Linked DNA regions of Mus musculus: all the other regions are linked to region 3. The links are chromatin contacts, called in public HiChIP or PLAC-seq and promoter capture Hi-C maps. All regions are on one chromosome and are shown on one strand. Each heading gives the region's core, a stretch centred on a gene start, on an enhancer-like site or on the middle of the called end of the contact. The rest is flanking DNA. Distances are from core to core; before and after follow the strand shown. Region 1 overlaps Pde2a (phosphodiesterase 2A, cGMP-stimulated). Region 2 overlaps Arap1 (ArfGAP with RhoGAP domain, ankyrin repeat and PH domain 1). Region 3 holds the start of Relt (RELT tumor necrosis factor receptor). Region 4 holds the start of Pde2a (phosphodiesterase 2A, cGMP-stimulated). Region 5 holds the start of Pgm2l1 (phosphoglucomutase 2-like 1).

What was found. Promoter capture Hi-C pulls out the DNA fragments that hold promoters and counts their contacts. HiChIP or PLAC-seq counts read pairs in DNA pulled down with a chosen protein or histone mark.
Region 1: a contact with region 3 is called in an H3K27ac HiChIP or PLAC-seq map of embryonic stem cells, with 5 times the contacts expected there. The contact joins the enhancer-like site here to the promoter of Relt in region 3. A contact is called at or near these places in 4 of 39 promoter capture datasets (the 3T3-L1 cell line, liver and pre-B cells), 1 of 15 datasets of contacts at CTCF or cohesin (large pre-B cells), 1 of 484 Hi-C or Micro-C datasets (CD8 T cells), 2 of 115 datasets of contacts at active chromatin or transcription factors (embryonic stem cells and large pre-B cells) and 1 of 9 other capture datasets (liver).
Region 2: a contact with region 3 is called in an H3K27ac HiChIP or PLAC-seq map of microglia, with 5 times the contacts expected there. The contact joins the enhancer-like site here to the promoter of Relt in region 3. A contact is called at or near these places in 1 of 39 promoter capture datasets (pre-B cells), 1 of 484 Hi-C or Micro-C datasets (embryonic stem cells), 7 of 115 datasets of contacts at active chromatin or transcription factors (acute myeloid leukemia, bone marrow-derived dendritic cells, bone marrow-derived macrophages and 4 more) and 3 of 9 other capture datasets (adipose tissue, liver and macrophages).
Region 4: a contact with region 3 is called in an H3K4me3 HiChIP or PLAC-seq map of the 230-238 cell line, with 11 read pairs. The contact joins the promoter of Pde2a here to the promoter of Relt in region 3. A contact is called at or near these places in 4 of 39 promoter capture datasets (the C10 cell line, liver and pre-B cells), 4 of 115 datasets of contacts at active chromatin or transcription factors (the 230-238 cell line, large pre-B cells, memory CD8 T cells and 1 more) and 1 of 9 other capture datasets (adipose tissue).
Region 5: a contact with region 3 is called in a promoter capture Hi-C map of pre-B cells, with 4 times the contacts expected there. The contact joins the promoter of Pgm2l1 here to the promoter of Relt in region 3. A contact is called at or near these places in 4 of 39 promoter capture datasets (the C10 cell line, liver and pre-B cells), 1 of 484 Hi-C or Micro-C datasets (CD4 T cells) and 1 of 115 datasets of contacts at active chromatin or transcription factors (memory CD8 T cells).

The regions. Positions count from the first base shown.
Region 1 is chr7:101,499,266-101,501,965 of GRCm38.p6, forward strand. It overlaps Pde2a (phosphodiesterase 2A, cGMP-stimulated), which reads left to right. Exons shown (of 30, transcript NM_001143849.2): 6 at 1,123-1,182; 7 at 1,712-1,853; 8 at 2,345-2,397; 9 at 2,589-2,663. Among named protein-coding and RNA genes, the nearest start is that of Mir139, 25 kb to the left of the region's middle. Within about 2 kb of position 1,321, at least 29 of the 459 cell types and tissues checked have an H3K27ac peak or open chromatin away from gene starts, as enhancers often do.
Region 2 is chr7:101,388,183-101,390,882 of GRCm38.p6, forward strand. It overlaps Arap1 (ArfGAP with RhoGAP domain, ankyrin repeat and PH domain 1), which reads left to right. Exons shown (of 34, transcript NM_001040111.1): 10 at 1-7; 11 at 432-538; 12 at 1,882-2,081. Among named protein-coding and RNA genes, the nearest start is that of Gm35219, 35 kb to the left of the region's middle. Within about 2 kb of position 1,314, at least 12 of the 459 cell types and tissues checked have an H3K27ac peak or open chromatin away from gene starts, as enhancers often do. A contact at or near this core is called in bone marrow-derived macrophages, macrophages and microglia, where this site is marked.
Region 3 is chr7:100,862,060-100,864,759 of GRCm38.p6, forward strand. Relt (RELT tumor necrosis factor receptor) reads right to left here and starts at 1,354. Exons shown (of 11, transcript NM_177073.6): 1 at 1,235-1,354.
Region 4 is chr7:101,449,976-101,452,675 of GRCm38.p6, forward strand. It overlaps Pde2a (phosphodiesterase 2A, cGMP-stimulated), which reads left to right and starts at 1,277. Exons shown (of 30, transcript NM_001143849.2): 1 at 1,277-1,493. The coding sequence starts at 1,377.
Region 5 is chr7:100,226,232-100,228,931 of GRCm38.p6, forward strand. Pgm2l1 (phosphoglucomutase 2-like 1) reads left to right here and starts at 1,376. Exons shown (of 14, transcript NM_027629.3): 1 at 1,376-1,803. The coding sequence starts at 1,693. Gm34877 (a long non-coding RNA gene) reads right to left here and starts at 1,174. Exons shown (of 3, transcript XR_869834.3): 1 at 899-1,174.

The DNA of each region.
Region 1 (2,700 bases), core at 71-2,570, 640 kb after region 3:
TGTACCCCGACCCCCTCAGGTATAAGGTCCCACACCCCCTTCCACGCGTACCCCGACTCATCCCGCTCCTGGCCAGCCTGTGAGCTTCCTGCTGGTCTCCTCCTCCTCATCTGTTCCTGGCAGGGGACCCAGCGCAGGGAGGCAGGCAGGGGCTGCTGGGTGAGGGAAGCAGGATGAAGCCCACACCCCCTGCGAGCACTGTGGGAGCCCCACAGGTGGCGAACAGCTTTGAGTAAGCTAAGGAAGTTGAGACAGCAGGTGGGGAGGAAGCCTTGTTGGCGGGCCACCATGGGTCCCTAGGCTGTCATCTCTGCTTTTTTCCATCCCCGTTTCTCCACATTTCCCTCTTAAACACCCAAGAGTGCTAGAGGAAGAGCATGAAAGATGGCTGAAGTGAGCCCTGGTGACTAACTAGCACAGGGACACAGGACAGGGGAGGATAACCGCGTGGTAAGAATGAATCTAGAGAGTCAACATGGAAGCGGGAAGGGGAGGGGTGGATAGAGATGTCCTAACGCTGCTACTTTCTGCTTGATGATTTTCGGAAGGTCCCCCACCTCTGGCCTCCCTGGCTCATCTGTAAGGGGAAGATTGCATCTCCCCATGGTGAGAACCATGTGTAAGGCAAAAAGCACTCCCTCCCTCAGCCCATTCATCTGTGCACAGCTTCCTGGCAGGTGTCAGTCATGCCTGGGCTCCCTTCTTTAACCCCAGATGTAAGGGCAACTCAAACCCCACTCAGAACGGATGGAGCTGGAGGCTAAAGCCAATTCCACAAATCCTCTAATCAGGGCCTGAAGCGCTCCGTGTGTGGACGATGGAGAAGGGTCTGAGGTCCGCCTTCCTGACTCTGTATACCTGGACTGGGCTGTCTGTGGCACAGTTTGCTCCAGGAACGGAACAGTAAGCGTGGAAAGTGATGGGACAGACAGGAAAGTTCCACTCTTATCACCTGCCCTGGACGTCTTCCTTGGGAAAGTCACCTTCAGAGCTAGCTGCCTGGCTTACATGGAGGTCATAGACTGTATTGGTGGCAACTGGTGTTGAGCTGGCCACGGGAGGACATGCAAGTGAAGACAGACTGGGGAAGGTCACATCTGGTCGCTTCTCCCTTCTCTCCAGGTGCACTGTGGCCAGCTGAGTGACAGTGAGGAACAGAGCTTGCAGGTGGTAGAGAAGCACGTGAGTCGGGTAGGATCGTGGTAACACAGGGGCTGCTGAGGATCCTTACCAGAGCTTGTAGGAAAGACGATCTGGCCAGAGAGCTGGACAGGCCTGGCTTCTGGTTCCAGCGTGACCACCTTGAGCAAGCAGTTTCACAACTGAAGATGGGGTAACATAGCGCTAACTTAGCTGGGTTAGTGATGAGTCAAAGACCCTGTGTATAACTGAGGCTCTTTTCTGCCTAATGTTTCAGGAGTCTGTGATCTTAATCAGGGTGGTGTTAGACAGGAAATCTGATCCTCTTTTGAAGAGTCTGCGAGCGGGGGTCCGGGGGCAGCTATACTTAGCCGTGGAAGAAGCGAGGCTCTAAGGACAGTGGGAGCTCCTAGGAAGTGGAGGGACCAGCGGGTTGAATTGTTTGGAACCAGAACAGGGATAGGCAATGAACATTATGGGGGACCCAAGAGGGATTTGTTTGAGCTAAGGAGGGGAGTCAGGTAGTGACACTGAACGGCAAGGTCATGCTGACCACTCGGCCGTCCCCTAGGCTCTGGTAGCCCTGCGGAGGGTGCAGGCCCTGCAGCAGCGCAGGCCTGAAGCTGTTCAGAACACGTCAGTGGATGCCTCTGAAGATCAAAAGGATGAGAAGGGGTACACCGACCATGACCGAAAGATCCTGCAACTGTGTGGTGAGGGCCAAACTCGGGCAGGTCTATAGGATAGGGTCGATCCTGGAGGGGCAGGGCCAGGTCTCTGGAGTGGGCGGGACCTGAGAGGTGAGTTATAACACAAGGCAGAACCCAGATAACACTTGGAAAGCATGTGGGTGTTCTGGGTGGTCTTGTGGAGCCTGAGGCGAGGTAGGGGCGGAGCCTGAGAGTCAGGGGTGGAGCCTTAAGCAAGGCAGGGGTGGAGCCTGAGGAGAAGCAGGGGTGGAGCCTGAGGAGAGGCAGGGGTGGAGCCTGAGGAGAGATGGGGCGGAGCCTGAGGAGAGACAGGGGCGGAGCCTGAGGAGAGACAGGGGCGGTGCCTGAGGAGAGGCAGGGGTGGAGCCTGAGGAGAGACAGGGGTGGAGCCTGAGGAGAGACAGGGGCGGAGCCTGAGGAGAGGCAGGGGTGGAGCCTGGAAGCAGCCCCCAGGCAAGGCAGAGCCCTCTCTGATTTCAGCCTTGTTCTTGCAGGGGAACTCTTTGACTTGGATGCTACTTCTCTGCAGCTCAAAGTCCTTCAATATGTGAGTCCCTGAGCATCTATCTCCTCTTCCACCCTCTCTCTCTCCAAAGACCAACAGACCCTTGACCCCATCACCTCTGTTCAGATTGGGACACCCCACCCTCTCTTCTCTTCTACAATCCTGAAAAACCCAGAGAGGCTAGCGGGTGTTCCAGCCCCGCCCTCAGCCTGGCTCTGTCTGTCCCCCTGCAGCTGCAGCAGGAGACACAGGCCACTCACTGCTGCCTCCTGCTGGTGTCGGAGGACAATCTACAGCTTTCCTGCAAGGTGAGGGTTCAAGTCCACGGTGAGGCGGGGCAACCCG
Region 2 (2,700 bases), core at 64-2,563, 530 kb after region 3:
TCTGGAGGTATGAAGGGCTCTACCAGGCCACTGAGGTCTCCCTGTCCCGTACTCATCCGTCCTCTTACCTGCCCTGCTCCTGTCCACCTGGTCTCTCCCTGGTCCTGCTTAGGATCTAAGTCCAGTACTTTCCCTTCCAGCCTTTTCTGCACTGGGACAGCATCTCCCCTCTTCTCTCCTGCCTGCCTGTGCCTCATCTCCATCCTGTCCCTGAACAGCACCCCCCCCCCACGTCCTGTTTCACTCACTCCTATGCCTCCCCTACTGTCATCCCCGTTGCTCTAGTCCAGACTGCTGTCCTGGCTCAGATTCCCGCCCTTCCTCCTTCTTAGGCTCTTTCCACTCCCTAGGGACGACTTCCCTATCCCTTGTCCTGCACCTGAAGCCCTGTTGTCAGCCTTTGCCTTCCTCCCTTCCCACCCACCCATCAGGAATTCCATCTGGGCATTGGTATCACCTTTATCGACATGAATGTGGGCAATGTCAAGGAAGTGGATCGGCGCAGCTTTGACCTCACTACCCCCTACCGCATCTTCAGGTGAGCCCCTGCTCCACCTTCAGCTCATGGGCAGTCAATCCTCTTGGTATTTTTTTCTCCCTTCCATTGCTCACCCACCTGCCTTAGTCTGCCAGACGTCTTCATCCCTCTCCATCTGTTCTGGCCAGCTCTGTTCTCTTTGCCCACCACGCTGTTTATGAGGTGTCCCACCAGCACCTGCAACCCTCCATGGCCTGGGACCCAGGGAACGTCTGCAGTGCCACCCTGCCATCCCCGACTCCGAGCTGTGGGTTCTCCAGCAGAACTTGCTTGTGCTCAAAGCACGTGGGCCTGTTGTCCCTTGAACATCTCCCCATGGCCCTTCTCTGCCTCATGTGGCTTGACACAGTTTACCTCCTTTGCACTCTGCCTTGTCTGTTTCTTCTCTGTGTCTGTCGCCATTCAGGCCCTCTGGTCTCCGTCTCAGTACTCTGGTTGCCAGTCTCAGGGCCTTCACTCTATCCATACTTATATCAGGGTAGTGACCTTTGATCTCAAGAGCTAAGTGGGTGTTTGTCCATCCTCCCATTCGAAATATCCTATGACTTTGGCCCTATAGTTCTTTGCCATAGTCCTTAGTGACCACAAATGCTGCAGCCAGACACTTTAGGGTTTCCCTTTCTGTCAGCTGCAGAAGCCACTGTGCTTCCTGATTACTGTCATTGTCACCAACTTGAAGGAGGCTGATAGAGGTTCAGCAGAAAGGGCTTCCACCGCTTGGGACCACGGGTTTACTGCAGCGGGGTGAGCGTGCTTGTTGCTTATCTGAGGCCCTGGCAGCTTTCGAGTTCCTCTCCTGGCTGTCCTGGTGGAGGCCATCTTCAGCCCCTCTCTTACTCATGGCCGTTACCTCTTGGTCACTCCCATGTGACTTGCAGTTGGTGGTGACAGCAGCAGACAAAGAGCCAGGGGAGTTTTGTAGGAAGGAAGACAATTCTGCATTTGCTGTCTAGATGGAGCTTCCCACTTGAAGAGTCTTTCTGCCTCTGCTGCTGAGTGCTGTTAAAGGCATGTGCTGCTACACTGGGTGCTCACTAATGGACTTCTTTCCGGGATGGAGTAAGGAGGTTGAGGGTGGAGATGGCACACACCTTTATACTCTCTCTCTTCCGTCTGTATATACCCTTGACTGGTGCCCCACTGTCCTAAGGGTGCCCTGTGCCTGCTCTGCCTCTCAGGCCTGTCCCTGCCTGTCTCTCATCATCTCCTCTGCCAGTCTGTTTTCTCTCTAGTTTTCTTGCTCCCTTTGTTGGTTGTTTCCCAACAGTCTTAGGATGACACCTCCTCCCGACCCTCAAATCCCTCCAAACCCTTTCCCACCGGTTCTACTTATGTGTCCCTAGCTTCTCGGCTGATTCAGAGTTAGAGAAGGAACAGTGGCTGGAGGCCATGCAGGGAGCCATCGCAGAGGCCCTATCTACCTCAGAGGTGGCTGAGCGCATCTGGGCCGCAGCCCCCAACAGGTTCTGTGCCGACTGTGGGGCCGCCCAGCCTGACTGGGCCTCCATCAACCTCTGCGTTGTCATCTGCAAGCGCTGTGCAGGTGGGTATGTGTGCAGCAGGTTGGCCGTTGGGCAGCAGGCAGTCTGCTGGGCAGATCCTACAGCCCTTATATCTAACGGTGTGTCAGCATTATTGGCTGTTCTCTTGGGAGAACCTTAGGTCCTCAATTCATGGTTATACTCTCTCCACAGGGATGGGGACACACAAAGAGGGAAAATGCATTTTATTCAGGGCTATCTGGCAAGTAAGTGAGCTCAGATCAGAGCCCAGGCTGTTGGAATCTGATGTCCCTGTCACATCAGAACCATGCAGGAGGCCAGGCCCACCAGGGCTCTTCATGCTGAGAGAAGAGCCAGTGTTTTGTCCAGAGGGGATATAAGACAAGGGACCCAGGGACATACTCAGCGCTGTGGGCCAGACTCTGGCTTATGGGCAGAAGCTGGGATTGGAGACTCCCATCCAGGAATGGGAGTGGAAGCACTGAACCTTCCAGATGGTCTGAAAGTCACACATATGAAAGCCTCCATGGTAACATGGCTGAGGAGCATGGGAATGGAAAACCATGGGGCCCAAGGTGCAGTCATCTATTGACTCAAGCCCTAAGGGCCCAGCATGTGCCATCTGCTGACTGCAGGCTGGGCATTCGATTATCTGAGAGC
Region 3 (2,700 bases), core at 104-2,603:
ACCTTGGACCACTCCATTGTGTCACAAGCAGACGCCTGCCCCCACCCCCACTGCAGTCTTTCTGTCTGGAGGGGAGAGGAGAATGGAGAAGACTGACCCAAAAACAATAGAGGATCCCAAAGTGATGATTCACAGGCTATTCACACCTCTCTGCAGACTGGGAGACTGAGGCTTAGCAGGGGTAGATCTGATCACAAAACAGAATACACAGTGCCTTGCTAGATGTTGGGGACTTCAGTGTGTGTGTGTGTGTGTGTGTGTGTGTGTGTGTGTGTGTGTGAGCGTGGAGTGGAGTGGAGACTGAGACCACCTCAGGTCTTCTCTGTGCCAGAGGGGCTAGCCCACCCAATTCTGGCTTCCTCTGCTAGGTCATGTCTGCGTGCAAACTCACTAAACTGAACTCTAAGGGTGTCTTGGAGAGAGATCTTTATTCCCTAGACTCCTGATCTTCCTTGGCCCCTCAAACACTGGAAGGTGTCAGGTTCCTCCTTGTCTTACTCTATCCTAGGCAGGCAGGCAGGCAGACAGTCTCTCTCTCTCTCTCTCTCTCTCTCTCTCTCTCTCTCTCTCTCTCTCTCTCTCCTCCCTCCCCCCCCACCCCGTCCCACATGCACCCTATGACCCCGTGATTCAGGGCTTGCTTAAGTTATTTAGGGTTCCTCTGTTCTACCTTATACTCACAACTAGCCCGGGTCACACTACAGGCCGGCCACACACAGTGACCCCAGTGACCTGGGGTCTCTCACATACACAATCACACACACTCTGCCTGCCTCACACACAGAGCCCCTCTGTGTCGCCCGCTAGGCTCGGCGTCACCGCCCAGTGTCCCAGCCACACGTTCGCCCGGGCCAGGCCGCCTCATGCGCCGTGTCACCCACAGTCACTGGCTGACACCGTTCAGAACACCCCCCCCCTTCCCGGCCGCCCCGCGCTGCAGCCGCACCGAGGCGCCGCCGTCCCGTCCCGCAGCCGGCCTTTGGTGTCAGTCCAAGTTTCCCGGGCTCCCCCGACCCCTTGCACGCCAAGTTCCGCTGCTTCCTCTCGCGCACCTTCTGACAGACTGCGCCGCGCGCGGTGCCGGGAGGACGCGCAGCCCGGGGGCTCCGGGACGCGTAGACAGCACCAGGATGGGACGGGACTGGGCAGGAGAGCGGGGCTGACGCATCCGCCGCTCAGGAGAACTTCCTCGGAGCAGCGGAGCGGGGCTGAGGGCCGTGCGCACCCTCCTTACCTGGCCCGCAGCACCAGCTTCGCTCAGCGTCCGACGCGGCGCCGGGGCCCCGCTAGGCGAGCGCTCGGGGCCGGCCGCGCAGCCTGCGCGCCTTTTGAATGAATCGCCGGCCTGGCCGGGAAGCTGCGCGGCCCCTCCCCTCGCGTCACGGCTTCTGGCCCCGCCCCCGACGTCAGAGCTCCGACTTGCGGCCCCTAACCCCGAGCCCCTCTGCGGGCCAAGGGCTCACGATTCTCCCGCCAGGCCACGCTGCTCCGCATCGCCACCTCTTGAGCCTCCTAGGAACTGCAGGGGCTACGACTAGGATGTTCTTCAGATGCATCCCTTGGGGCGCATCAGGGAGGCGCGGCCGTGTGTGTGTGTGTGTGTGTGTGTGTGTGTGTGTGTGTGTGTGTGTGTGTGTGTGTGTGTGTGTGTGTGTGTGTGTGTGTGTGTGTGTGTGTGTGTGTGTGTGTGTGTGTGTGTATGTGTGGTGTGTGTGTGTGTGTGTGTGCGCATGCATCCCTTGGGGCGCATCAGGGAGGCGCGGCCGTGTGTGTGTGTGTGTGTGTGTGTGTGTGTGTGTGTGTGTGTGTGTATGTGTGGTGTGTGTGTGTGTGTGTGTGCGCGCGCGTGCGGGCGTGTGTGTGTGTGTGTGTGTGTGTGTGGTGTGTGTGTGTGTGTGCGCGCGCGCGTGCGGGCGTGTGTGTGTGTGTGTGTGTGTGTGTGTGTGTGCTCCGAACCAAGAAATCTGGGCTTGTGTGATGCAGCGAAAAGGTGCTTGAGACATGAATGCTACTCAGATCCTGTCACCATTGCCTGTGTAACTAGGGCCACAGCTGCCACTGCCTGGGAATAGTCTTTGGAATTGGTTGTGGGTAAGAGCACCCTCAGTGTCTTGGATGAGACCCAAGCTGGTTTCTAGAATCCCCCACCTAGCTAATAAGAGAGACTATAAGGAATGCTCACCTGGTGAATTCCTTTGGAACCTGGCCTAAATACCCCTTCCTTCAGGGTAGCTGGTTCCTCCCCCAAGTAGGTATGACAATGACAATCCTCTCCCCTAACACCAGCGGTCCCACTCTTCTATCACCAATGCCAGCCATCGCAGTGTCCAGTGGAGGACAGGAGAAGTAACGGACTGGGAGGCCAGGATTTGGGAGGCAGAGGCAGGAAGCTCCTGAGTTCCAAGCCAGCCTGGGCTACATATGGAGACATTGTTTCACAAGCAAGCAAACACAAAAAGAGTGACCAACACTATGAGACATCGTTGTAGAAGCCAGGCAGTAAGTAACCATTGCACTCTTGCAATGGTTATAAACTGGGCCCGTGTGTGGTATGGTGCGGTGGTAGTAGCAGTAGTGGTGCGGTGGCACTAGCAGTAGCACATCTCAGCTCCCACAGCCTTCTCTTCCGTTACCTTCCCACTCCCCCAGCATCATTCAAAGAATCTAAGGTGGCCAGGAGAGCAGGATGAGATGAAACTC
Region 4 (2,700 bases), core at 27-2,526, 590 kb after region 3:
GAGCTACTGGGACAGCTAGGACACTTCCAAGCCTGTGCCAGGTGCTGGGACCGTGTCCAGCACTGGGCTCAGTGACTCAACACTGGGGAAATTGCTCCCCAGGGGGAAAGGGCCCAAATGAATCACATCTATGAGGCAAGGAGCAGGGGGCTCACTGAGTCACCTTCCAAGGGCTGGGGGGAGAGGGAAGTACAGGAAGAGGGGCAGTAGCGCAGAAAGGAGAACCAGGGAAAGTCACAGTGAGGGCTGTCAGGAGTCTGTCTGTCTCACCATCATTCCAAGTTTTTGTCTTCTGGCAGCCCTGTGGGACAACTGACACCCAATGGGAAGGGGATCAAGCTAAAGTTACACTGGCAAAATCCAGGAAGACCCAAATTCACCATTTGATATAGACTCGTCCTGTGCCTTAGCCCATCTTATAGCAAGCAGAGGCTAGAAAACAGGTTGGTCCAGGCAAGGGGTTTGACCCAAGTTACACAAATGTCCCCTCATCCCTCCAGCCATCCCCTACTGGGGTCAGGGTGCACCTTTGCGATAGAACACCAGGGGGCGCAGGAGCGTCACGGCTGCTGCAAGTGCCTGAGCACAGAGGCGGCTCTGCAGAGAAATGCGCTCCCAGCTCTCGGGGTCCCACCGCGGAACTGCGGACTAGATGGCCCTGGGGCTTGCACCCTTTTCAGCCTCCTGGGACGCCGATGAAGGCCTATCTGGTAGCCTTAGGAACCCAGTGCTCTCACCCCACATTTGGGAACGGTGCGCCTGTGTGTGTCAGGGCGCACGTGTCTCCTTCACAGATCTGCTACCGCTTCAGGGCTCGTCCCATTTTGGAGCGACCTCTAAATTTCTCCCTCACTTTCCTCTACCCTCTGTACTGGAAGGAGTGAAAGGACCTCGGGGCTCCCGGACTGTGGCCGCGGCCCCTCTCCCCGCACTGCGCTGGACTCGGCCTCGGGGTTCTGGCCGGGCTACTGAAGTCCAAGTGATGGGGAGAGAATGTGGTGCGACAGTGCGCGGGACTCTGGGAGGGGCCCTACCACATAGGAGGAGTGACAATGGGATAAGCGGAAGGCAGCGAAGGCTGAGAGGCGACCGAGGAGTGGGAGCCCTCGTAGCCGACCCGCTGCAGGAGACTTGAGAGGGTGAAGGCCTGGCAGGGAGCAAGCCGGCCGGGATCGGGTGGGGTCCGATCTTTGGAAGGCGTTGAAGTGCTGTCCCCGGTAGCAGAAACGTAGGCGGGGCCTGGAGGCCTGGGGCGGGACGGGGGCGGGGGCGGGGCGGGACCAGGGCGGACCCTCGCGCGGACCGGCGAAGCTGTTGCGGACGCGCTGACCGAGTGCAGCGGGCCGGGCTGGAGGGGCGGGCGGGCGGCTGCGAGCATGGTCCTGGTGTTGCACCACATCCTCATCGCTGTTGTCCAATTCCTCAGGCGGGGCCAGCAGGTCTTCCTCAAGCCGGACGAGCCGCCGCCGCAGCCATGCGCCGACAGCCTGCAGGTAGGAGGCCCCCCCCCCCCCCATTCTGGGTAACAGGGAGAAGCGGGTGTCCAGGGAGAGCCCGGTGAGGGCCCGGTCTTCTGAAGAGCTTGCAGTCGTCTGCCCCACGGTCTACTCTCTCCTGAACCTTCCTTTAAGAGGGGACCCTTCCCTTAGTTTGGAACCCGTCTTGTACTGAATGGGACTGCAGCCATACCCAGAGGGGGTCCTTGATTCTTCGGCTCATAGTTCAAATGCCCCTCCAGATTCTGACTCTGCTTCGCATCTAGAACTCCTCCATCCCAAGCCCCGAAGTCCTAATCCTCGTTGCCCCCCTCAGCCACATTAACAGCTCTGTATAAACCCGGAGTTCCCTCCTCCCAGGTTAGTCCCACTCCCCTCTCAAACCTCTGGCTCTCTACTGTACATATCAGATTCCAGGCACACCCATATCCCCTAAGCCCCTGGCTGCAGAGAACTTTACCTCATAAGTAGGACCTCACCCCCAAACCTCTATCTTCTATTTTATAAAGTCTTACTCCCCATCCTTACTAATCATCTAGATTCTAGTCACCATCTTCCACCCAACCCAAGGGTCCAACCCCCTTTTAAAACCCAGATTCTCTCTTCTCCTCTGCCAGACTGCCCCCTCCCAGTCCTCATCTTTTACACAGACCTCCAGTCTCCTCCTGTTGCCTCCCAGCCTCTAGATGTGATAGTCCCATATCATTCTTCCAGTTCCCAAATTTCTGAGTGCATCATCCTTTGGCCCCTCTGCTGTTCTCTTGTTTAGTGTGTTGCTCCAGGCTGCCTACCTCTCCTGGTCTGTTCAGCCCTTCAGTTTCTGTAGGTCTCTATCTTTGTGCTAGGGTCTTTCTGTGACCATGCCTTCCCTACATGTCTGCCTCTACTTTGGGTCGTGGGGGAACCGGCTCAGAAGACAGGGCTGGAGCCTCTAGGACCTCCACCTGTGCCTGTGTTCTCAGGTATGGCATAGGATGGACTCAAGTCCAAGGGCTTAAACATGGAGAACGTTGCCCTCAGGGTGCCCAAAATATATGGTGGGTAGGGATCGTGAGGTGGGACACTGGTATTTATAACTTATACATGATATCTCCTTATCCCAGCTGTCCTGGTAGTGACTGGGGCAGTTGGGTTTGGGGATAGAGAGAGGGGGTAAATGTCCTTCACCTGTAGTGAGGGATGGGTGAGTCTGGGGTATATGTGC
Region 5 (2,700 bases), core at 126-2,625, 640 kb before region 3:
TTAAGGCAAACACTGCAACCCCTTACAATGACATATATTATTTTTCAGAATCTCTCAATACAATTATTTTATGCTAGTAGTTTGGATTTTATTAGAACAAATGATGTCTTTAAAAAATAAAAGGAATACTTTGGATTTATTATGTCTTTTATCTTTGAGCCTCAAAACACTCTAAAACTATTTCTTCAATTACTGTACTGTCATGCTATAAATATTATATAATCCTTACAAGAGCAAAAGGCTGATGAGGAAGAGTTTTAATATACTTGGTCAAGTCACACCAAGAAGGTATTTGGCACAGTGTGGTGGTGCACACCTGGAATTCCAGCACTCAAGAGTTCAATTTCAGCCTGGCGTATATTATGTTCAAGGCTAGCCAAAGCCATAGAGGAGACCCTGTCTCAAAAACAGAGAAAGCAGAGTGGTCCATATACAAGACTTCAGTATTTCTCTGGCCTCAAGTAATGAGACCTGAAAGGCGCACATTTATAGAAGAAAGAAAGTGAAGGTGTTCATTTCTTTTTTCCTCTGTATTCCTACTTGTTCATGAATTTTATGATGTTTGTACATTCTTAAAATAGGGTTAAATGCTGACCCATCATCTGACAACCTTCTTATCTATTTTCCAGACATTATATTCTCTCTACCTCTATTCCGCGGCTACAACTGAACAAAAACAACTGCCAGCTGAGGTAACATAACAGACTGAAACCCGCATTCATTTCTCAGGAACGCTACTGCTCAGAAAATTCGGTTTGCCTTTCAGTTCCTTCTGTGTAAAGTGGGAAAGGAATATACATACAACCTACCACACAGGATGAATGAAATGACAAAAAACGACTCGTAAACTTTCAAGTACAAATAGATACCGTTGTTCCTTACGTCATTCCTTTTTTACCTTAAAGCAGGAGACCACCACTGCACAACATAAGTAAGAAGCGTCAGGGAACAGGTGGTGCTTTTTCTCTCCGAGGGAAGGGAAAGGCAACGGGTGTACAGAACTCGGGGAACCGGGGAAAACTACAACTCCCGTGAGGCGTCACGCGCGCCACTTTGGGCTCCCAAGCGAGACCAAGCCCTGAGGCGAAGAGGGTGGGGCCTGCGCGCGCCGGGGACTCTCCTAGTGAGTGCAGAGGCGGGCTGCTTGAGACGACGGGGACACCAGGTGGAGGCGCACGTGCGAGTGCGGGGCGGGTGATAAGGGAAAGACAGCTGAGGAACGGCATTAAAAAAACAAAGCCAGCTGTGCACTGTCGCCTCAGCGGACAGCAAACGCTGCAGCGGAGGTGCGGGGCGCGCGCTCCCGGGCTCGCGCCTCATGCCTCGGGCACTCGGACGGGCCGGGGCGGGCGGGGGCGGCGCGGGCGGCGCGGGGGCGGGGCCTAAGGCGGCGCGGGCGAAGGCGGCGACCCAGACATCTGGGACTGTTGTTGTTCTCTCGCCTCACGCCCGCCTCAGTCAGTTCGAGCTGAGATCCGGAGCTAGTCTGCTGGGAGGCGGCTGTCCTGTCTCCGCCCTCTCTCCGGGTTCGCTGGAGCTGCGGCAGGAGCTGGCGCGGACTGAACAGCTCGCGGTTGGTCTCCGATGCCCTTCGTCAAGGAGGGGGTTTCTGGACCCTGGTGAGCGCACCTAGAGCCCCCCTGACTCAGTGTCTTCGCCCGCCCCTCGGGCCCGCAAACCCGTGTGTCTACCATGGCTGAGAACGCAGATGATGACCTGAACTCTAACCTGCTCCACGCCCCCTACCTCACTGGGGACCCCCAGCTAGACACGGCCATCGGGCAGTGGCTGCGTTGGGACAAGGTGGGTACCTGGTCACCCCGGCATCTGTCCCCTCTTTCTGCTCACCCTCGCACAGTCCACCCTTTCCGGTACCCACCCAGGGCTCTGGAGGCTCCAGGGGAGATGGCTCCAGCCAGCGCAGGGCTAGTGGAGTTGGGCGATGCCTCTCACCTATGCAGGGGCTGCTTTCCCCGGCGGGCTGGGCTGGGCAGGGACGACTGCAGTCTCTTTCTTTTGTGGTAGGCTACACCGCAGTCCCGCTTCCTCCCTTGCTGCCCCTTCCCTTCCAGTGAGTATCATCTCTCATGGTCAAAATACTTCGTCCTCATTCTCATCGTTGTAAGTTATCCTCTGTGTACTATGCATCCATCACCTTTCCTCTTTCTCCTTTGACTTCCTTCTCTGCAGAACCAGAAAGTGGCTTCTGGTTCTTGAACGTTACTAACCACTCACTATGTTGCTCTGCTGTGTTTCCACCCTCTGTCACTAGGTAATCGCTGGCTAGGTATTCGCTAGTCTATTTCACTCTTATTTTCTGGTATCACCTTTTGCTATTAAATGTGACAAGGGTTCTCCTCTTATTTCATTCCTCTGCCGGCAGTTATTTATTGGAAGTATCCTGTTCAAAAAATTGTCATGGACATCTAGAATAGTCTAGTTGTACTGATAGAATTTGCACCATTCTCAAATCTTAAAAGGCAGATTCTGATCAGATATTTAGGAATTGCTTAGGAATTTCAGAATTGCTGATGCCATCGTTTCTTCTCTCTCCCTCCCCTTGTGCAGGTATATAGGGTGGGTTGGTGAAAGCTAGAATTAAAATGCATCCTTTTCACTTGTAAACGAGGCTCTTGGAGGCTTTTTCAGAGGGTGGGATGATAATCCCAGTGTTTGTTTTCTCAAGTGCATATGATACAG